Linked DNA regions of Triticum aestivum: region 2 is linked to region 1. A link is a contact called in public Hi-C data. All regions are on one chromosome and are shown on one strand. Each heading gives the region's core, a stretch centred on a gene start, on an enhancer-like site or on the middle of the called end of the contact. The rest is flanking DNA. Distances are from core to core; before and after follow the strand shown.

Region 1 (3,922 bases), core at 673-3,172:
ATCTTTATGAAGGTACACATGTACGTCCTATCGCTATAAGTATCTTTAAAAGACTGAGCCGACACATCTTAATCATGTGAGCTACGCTTAATTCATATAATTAATCTTTAGTAACCAAATGAAATGTTTAATCAATATAGTATTATTTGTCCCATGGTCTATGAGCACTTGAGTTGTGAGGCCAACAACATTCACATGCTTACGTATACACAGAGGAATTAAAGGGGAGAAAAATCGTTGGTTCATGGAGTCATCGATGATTTGACCATTGATTAAAATAGCATCCTAGCTAAGCAAGAACGAACATCATTGTTCTCGCGCACAAGTATATATAGGGAGAGGGGAAAAGGCCGGGAGAGGAGAGGAATGAGGGAGAAGCATCCTCCTGTCCTATCCCTATCCGTCGAGGAGAGAGGGGAAAGGGGTCGGTCGATTCAATGTACAACCGCTTCGGTTGCCGACCAACAAACATTGCGGTTGAAAGAATGTGTAACTAAAAAAGTTAGAACAAAACGAGGATTATGTGTGAGATGGCATAATATGTCGTACCATAGTAAGGGCATGGCAGAGTTAATGGATTGTAATCCAAGAAACCAGGGGATGGATTTGCAATGCGACAGAACATGTAGACGAAGATAGTTGAACCGATGTAAAAGGAATTGGGAAGAAAACGATCAAAGGAGCGGAAGAAATAGACATACGACATGAAAGAGAAGAGCGGTGCAACGTTACACTGCAGCAGATCAACCAAGGAAGAAAAGGTACAAGAACAACGGATAGAAACCCGATTGAAAAGAGGCACCGATTGAGGACAACAAAGGGACAGACAAAACATTAGAGAAAAGAGACGTAGAAGAACGGATGGGCCAAATATTAGTACAAAAATATACTATGATGTATTCCATTCCTAGTTTTTATCTACTTCCTTCGTATTAGTTTACTTTAATGATCTAAACGCTTTTATTATACTCCATCCATTTCTAAATATTTGTCTTTCTAGAGATTTTAACAAATGACTACATACGGAGCAAAATAAGTGAATATATACTTTAAAATATGTCTATATACATCCGTATGTGATAGTCTATTTAAAATCTCTAAAAAAGACAAATATTTAGAAATGAAAGGAGTAGTTTACAGAGGGAGTATGTCCGTGTGAATTTTTGGCATACAATGCATATGCTCTGCGCGCGCTGGTTTGTCCCGCTGTGGTTTGCACTTTGCACCTGCGCCTTGTTTGTTGGTTTGGCACGACCGTAACCAGACGAAATCCTTGATTAAGTATGATGAGTTTTCTAAATGTCCTACCTAGTACAACGATGACACACATCATGTATGCATACTGGCGTGGCATAGATTAATCATGAGTTTGCACCTGCGCTGGCTTTCAGTCACCCACGACGACCACACACATGCACGCATCACGACCGCTCGCTGGCCAGCCAGATGGAGCCACGCCCACAGGGATGGGCCAAAGATGGATGGTAGAGCGTCACAGAGGTCGGCAGATTTATAGTACTATACATAGTACTTCCTCTATAAAGAAATATAAGGATGTTTACATCATTGATCACTAATAATCTAAACGGAGGGAGTTCAATATATACGCCCGCTCCATGATTTCCTTTTGGTCTGGTTGCATATGCGCTAGGCAGTACGTATGCATGATTAGTACGTTAGTAAGGAAAACTGAATCTTCAATCAGCGAGTATTATTAGCCCCATGGTCCATGAGCAGCCGGGCCAAGAGCACCCACGGTTTCGCGTTTGCTTACGTGTATACACAGAGGAATTGAGGGGGACACGAATTGTTTTGTTTCTGGAGTCATCCGTGATTTGACCATTGATTAACGTAGCAGCCTGGGCTAGCTAAGCTAAGCGAGGACGAACATAAATCGCTCTCCTGTGTGTGCACGGCACAGGGTATATATAGGAAGCGAGAGGGGAAAAGGCCGGGAGAGTAGAGGAAGGAAGGACCAAGGACGGAGGAAGAAGCATCCTCCTGTCCTATCCCTATCCGTCGAGGTCGAGGGGAGAGAGGGAACGGCCGGTTGATTCGATGGACAGCAGCTTCGGCCGCCGGAGCAGCAACCATGACGGCGAGTGGCGGCGGTGGGCGGTGCTGGTGGCGACGGTGTGGGTGCAGGCGCTGACGGGGACCAACTTCGACTTCTCGGCCTACTCGTCGGCGCTCAAGGCCTCCATGGGCGTCTCCCAGCAGTCGCTCAACTACCTGGCCACCGCCTCCGACCTCGGCAAGGCCTTCGGCTGGTCCTCGGGGCTGGCGCTGCTCTACATGCCGCTGCCGGCGGTGCTGCTCCTGTCCGCCGCGCTCGGCCTCGCCTCCTACGCGCTCCAGTACGGCATCCTCCTCCCCTCCTCCACGCTCGCCGCCACCCTCCCCTACCCCGCGGTTCGTCCCCTACTCTCCTCATCTCCATTAACGTATCTCCATGCTCATTCATTCGTCATGCATGTAGCTATCTACCTTGTTGGTTAAGTGAATGCCATACGCTGTCACAAAAGTTACACGTAGCCATCATCCATTGGAGAACAGATCCCCGGTGCTGCTGCCGTCGCTAGCAGCACATCTATGGCAAAGGCATCCATCGTACATGATGCCTGATGTACGCGCCCGTCGCCGTCGGCCATCCACGGCCACACACGTGAGGTGGAAGGATGCAGAGGGAAAGGCTGGAGCCAAGGGAGTGGCTGCCGTCGACCATCCTCCGGGGCCGCAGGTTTATTTTGAGGACCTACGGCTGCTACTCTTGCTTGCCAGCCTCAGATGGCTTTCCCGGCCGGCCATTCTCGCTTATTTGTCGTCTCTACCAGCGGCATGCGATTGTGTGGCTGCTAACTGAATTACTCCCACTTCACTCGTCTGCAAGTCTGCAACTGCAAGCAACTTGTACCGAGCTTACTCTTCGGAGTATACTGCCTGCCCTTTGACTTTGTGGCTGAGATGTGGGCCCGCCTGCTAGCCAGACAAAGTTGGAGGGCGATGTAGGTGACAGGAATCGTTGACATTCTAGACTAGCTACCTAGATTATGCCAAGTAGTAATTTTAATACTCCCTGTTAACCAACACGGCGTCCGGGCAAGCATCAATCATGCGTGACTCACTGAACCACCAGAATGCTGCTGCCCTTCTTTGTTTTTCCAAAAGACTAGTATAGCAACCGTGAATTATTACGGAACCCAAAAAGAAAGATAATCAGTATATAACAGCCAATGCACGTGCAACACCCCAGAGAAGAAACTCAATTGTATTGCAATATATGTTTTTTTTTAAATGGAGGGGTTTGGTTGGTTCTAGATGGATGAGGGAGATTGGGACGAACCGGTGAAGTGGGGGAGGAAACTCACCACCACCACCAACAGCTGTAACTTGCTAAGGTACATTTAGATGTGCCATAAGTATTGCACATCTAAATTCTACGTCATTGATCTTACGCGGAGATTCGTGTAAGTATTTTCTTTATCCTTTATTCTTTTTCTTTTATGTTTAGTTAAGTCACTTAGATGTACAATAACTAGAGCACATCTAAACCCATAATTTATACAAGACAAAAATAAATAGAGATAGAGAAAACGATGGATAAAACCCAAAGAAAAGGTTATGGCATCCATGCATGCCAAGTCGTCATGCCCATCCTGCCTCCATCTTTTTCGTCCAACTTAACTTGATGCTTGTCTCCTCTTCTCTTCCAACCTACCAGCACGCACACCTGCCATTCTTCTACACCACGCCCTCCACCTTACCAAATACTCCTATATGACATACTACTCCCGAAATGCATGAGTGCAAATGGTGCCATGCTAGGATGGTATCATCCCCGGCCGTTGCCACGTGATTCGTGCGGTTTGTGTACAAGGGCCGCACATATCAATTTATCTACACCGCATCAACGTTAATATAT
Region 2 (3,922 bases), core at 910-3,409, 290 kb before region 1:
CCCACTCAAGCTTGCCTATGCGAATGTTCAATTATTCGCCGCATTGAGCGGCAAATAGGATGTCTCTTTTCAGATTTGCATCTCCGGCTATCTCATTTTGTATTGGCTGGGCCTGAACATGTTGAAGAAGTTGCTTTCAATCTTTTTATTATAGTTTCACTCACTGTATTTTTGTCCTAGCTCTAGAAATTTTTCTTTGAAGAAAAGACACCCAACGGACATCTTATATCTCATAATTATAAAAAAAGCCAGTACAACAGAAAGACGTCCTAGCTTTAGAATTTGACGACAGGCTCGGTTAGTCCCTACCTTGTTGGTCATGCATAAATAGGCACTGAATTCTTCTACAAATGATAATTAGAGAAATTAGCAGGAGTGGCAGGAGCACATGGCCTACATGATAATTGATGCATGATGCATCTTATTGCAAAACTGATTATTTCCATCTTGTTGTTTATGATTCTCAATGCAGCTGCATCTCATTACTCATGAGATGTATGGACTTTTGCGCGATATGAAAGTAAATATTTGTAGCATGGGTTTGTAAAACTTGAACTATGTGAATAGATAAAAAGTTGTTCCTCTAGTTTAACTATTTTCGTATCTTAATTCCATATCCTTCGTGAAACTTTTGTGTCATCTTTGTAGATTTTGTTGGAGCATTGGATGAGATGATATTGTTGCTTCCTTATTGTTAAATATTCATGGGCTTTGCAATGTACTTATGTTACATCTATATTAGATGTGGCGTGCATTGAATGTGCATGATTACGTTAGTTTAAGCGCAAGAGGTATTTGCTCAACCAGTAAAGTAGACGATTGTGTGCCTATCTATATGATTTGCCATTTTTCTGTCAACATTGTTGTATTTTTTTCCCTTCCCATTGGGCCCTTCTTAGAGCATCTCTAACCGGACCCTCCACTTTGTCCTCCTTTGCCCGGGCGGATAGCTAGGACAAAGCCCAAACATGTGACATGAGAGAGAGAAAAAACATATCCAATCGGATGCCCCCATATTCTCCCATGACCCTGATGTGCTAATTAATTACCATAGACCAATAAATTGATCAAGTGCGAACTGAGCGTAGCTCAAATGGTTAGGTTTCTTGTGGTGGAACCAACTCACCAGGATTCAAGTACTATACTTGACATTGGTGGTCGTATTTTTATGAATTTATTTGAGACCTTCCGGCAATGTGCATTCCGTGCGAGGAGACGTCGACTACGAAGTCATCTCTTAAGGTGATGTGTCGTCTCACTCTTTTGAAAGTACTCATAGGAGTATGGTGTATGTGCATGCTTTTATAGAAGTGGGTGTATGTGCAAAAATGTAAATTAATAAAGTCATCCAGTTCCAACCGGGCCAGGCGGAGACACAGCTGGCGGCTAAGGCTTGAAGCGCATCACCGCATGTTCCGGGCACGCTGGTTTTTGCGATATATTTTCTTCTGATTGCAGCAAAGGGATCCGCTCGTGAACCCTCGCCGACAACCTTGTGCCTTTTGGTTTTGTTGCATATTTGTAGTTATAGTACGTACGTACGTATGCATGATGCAGCCACTCAATAATGGATATACACGTAGCCATGAATCCATGCATGTCGACCGCTCCATGAGCGGCCAATGAATGAAAAATTGCAGATGCAGATGTATGTAGAGATGAACAAAGTTGGTCCACCGACCCGATAGGATCTGCGTGCATTGATTCGATTCGACAATATAAGACGCTAAACTCGACATTCGATTCAAATTATCAATGGTTGGCTCAACGATATATAAAGTTTGTATCGCTAAATTCGTATACCGTTTGCTTGAGAGGATTTAACAGAGTCGAAGAGCTTGGTTGGCTTGTCGCAAAAAAAAAAAAAAAGAGCTTGGTTGGCTAGTGTGCTTATAAGGCCCAGTCGACCACCTTGTCTTCATACGTTTTAAAAACTCAAAACATCTCATTCATCTTTGGGAAAAGTTAACTAAGCTTGATGTTAATTTGTAAACGATAGCCGGCGGCTGCGAACGCCGCGATTCCTTTCACCGCCAGGTAGACGTCGGTGGTGGAAGGATCTGCTACATTTTAGTTTTATAAGCAGCGATCAACGGTAGGCGTCGGCCTGGGTGATAGGCCGCCACGCAATCCGTCTGATGGCGACGCGCGAAGCTGTCGGATCCAGGTAGGGATGCAGGCGAACGGCGTTCGCATGTTCGCGTTGGTCCATAAAGGTAAAATGATCAGTAGCACGATTACCAAAGTAATGAAGATTAGTACATTTCCAGTTGCGCGAACGGCGCAGGCGCGTCCGCTTCCATCCCTAGACCCAGGCATCCAGCAGCTTCCCGTCCGAGGTGACTCATTTATCATATAACTATTTTTCCTTTTAACCCAGATATTACATATAGTTCCGCTATTTTCCCCTGTCAACTGTCAATCCCTTTGACCAGCAGCTCAACGCTAAGAGCAACTCTAACGAGTCGACCCAAATAAACGGTGATTTTGTCCATCTGGATCGGTCAAGCGGACACGGATGTCCGCTTTCCCGTTTGGGTCGGCGCGTGCGCTCAACATTGGCCCGACCCATTTTAACGGCGCAAGAAAAAAAGAACGCATGCATATTTAAAAAAATACAATTAATTAAACATTAAAGCCGGCCACGAAGGCCGGCGAGAGTTCAGGCGTCCACATTTGCATTTAAGAAAAATAAAAACAACCGAAACTACGAGGCGGCGCGCTGCCCTAGGCGTCGTCGTCGTCCTTGGGGTCCGTGAGGTCGATTAGCGTCGGCGCCGGACTGTCGCGGGGGTTGTGCGGCCACCTGTGCAGCCGCGGCCTGGCGTGCCTCCTCCTCGGCCTCGCGCTGCTCCTCCTCGAGGTCGCGCTCGAGCATCTCGAGGTACTCGCCGTCGCGGCGCTCCTCGGCCACCCGGATCTGACGCCAGTGCTCGAGGTACGCCGCCTCCTGCCCCGGCGTCGCCCCCCCAGACCGGCGGCGCGCGGACCCACTCGCGCACTACTCCTGTCCAGGAGTAGCGCTCGATGGGGGATGGCTCCGGCTCTGGCTCCGGCTGCGGCTCCGGCTCGGGCTTGACGCGGAGTCGGGGAGGGGATGGCGGGGCCACCGGCGGCAGCACGCAGTCACCCGCCGCGGAGAGGGCAATGGCCTGTGCCATTGTCGCCTCGTACCGAGCCTCCTCTTCCTCCGCCGCCTCTGCCCTGCGTCGCTCGTCCTCCTCGCTCTTCCGGTAGACGGCCGCAAGGGCCGCCTGGTAGGCGTCCTCCGCCACCTGGTCCTCCTCGCGGACGATGAGCGGGGGCGATAGCACGGTGCGGCCGACCTCGCGGACGTCGCGTCGCCTCGCCTCCTCGTGCTCGAAGGCGAACCAACGCTTCCAGTTGGGCGAGTCGGCGGCGTAGGCGGCCTCGCGGCGCTGCTCCGGCGTCAGCAGTGCCCGCCGGCGCCGCACCTCCTCTGCGTGAGCCCTAGCCGACCGCGGCGCCGCCGGCACTGGGATCCTATCTGGATCCAGATGCCAGTCGTGTGGCAGGGTGGCGTCGGGGTATGGGAGAGGCACGCGGTGCTGCCAGTGCCACTCCGCCTGGTGCACTGGCACGTTCACGCGCTGCCTCTGCCGGCGAGGCGCCGGCGCCGGTGGAGGCGGGAGGAACTCCGAGGGGAAAGGGATGGCGGGGGCCTTGCCCTTGGCCTTGCTGCTGCTGGCGCCGGAGAAGAGCCCCATCTCGCTGTGGTGGTGGTGGCTAAGGTTTGCCGGCGACGGGGGAGCAAAGCTTGCTCGATGTGGACGGCGAGTTTGGATGAGGACGGCCCCGCCGCACGGTCGGCTTAAAAAAAGACGACCGCCGTCGCTGACACATGGCCCCGTGGTCATAAATTAAGCCGACCGCGTGGGCAGCGGGTAGTTGGACGGCCGCC

Evidence for each region. Hi-C and Micro-C count contacts between places; a contact is called where the count stands out from the background.
Region 2: a Hi-C map of leaf shows a contact between it and region 1, with 6 times the contacts expected there. The contact joins the enhancer-like site here to the promoter of LOC123120490 in region 1. A contact is called at or near these places in 1 of 5 Hi-C or Micro-C datasets (leaf) and 1 of 1 datasets of contacts at active chromatin or transcription factors (leaf).

What each region holds. Positions count from the first base shown.
Region 1 is chr5D:247,544,318-247,548,239 of IWGSC CS RefSeq v2.1, reverse strand. It overlaps LOC123120490 (protein DETOXIFICATION 44, chloroplastic), which reads left to right and starts at 1,922. Exons shown (of 16, transcript XM_044540494.1): 1 at 1,922-2,412. The coding sequence starts at 2,059.
Region 2 is chr5D:247,834,433-247,838,354 of IWGSC CS RefSeq v2.1, reverse strand. No RefSeq gene overlaps it. Among protein-coding and RNA genes, the nearest start is that of LOC123120493, 180 kb to the left of the region's middle. Within about 2 kb of position 2,159, at least 2 of the 8 cell types and tissues checked have an H3K27ac peak or open chromatin away from gene starts, as enhancers often do. A contact at or near this core is called in leaf, where this site is marked.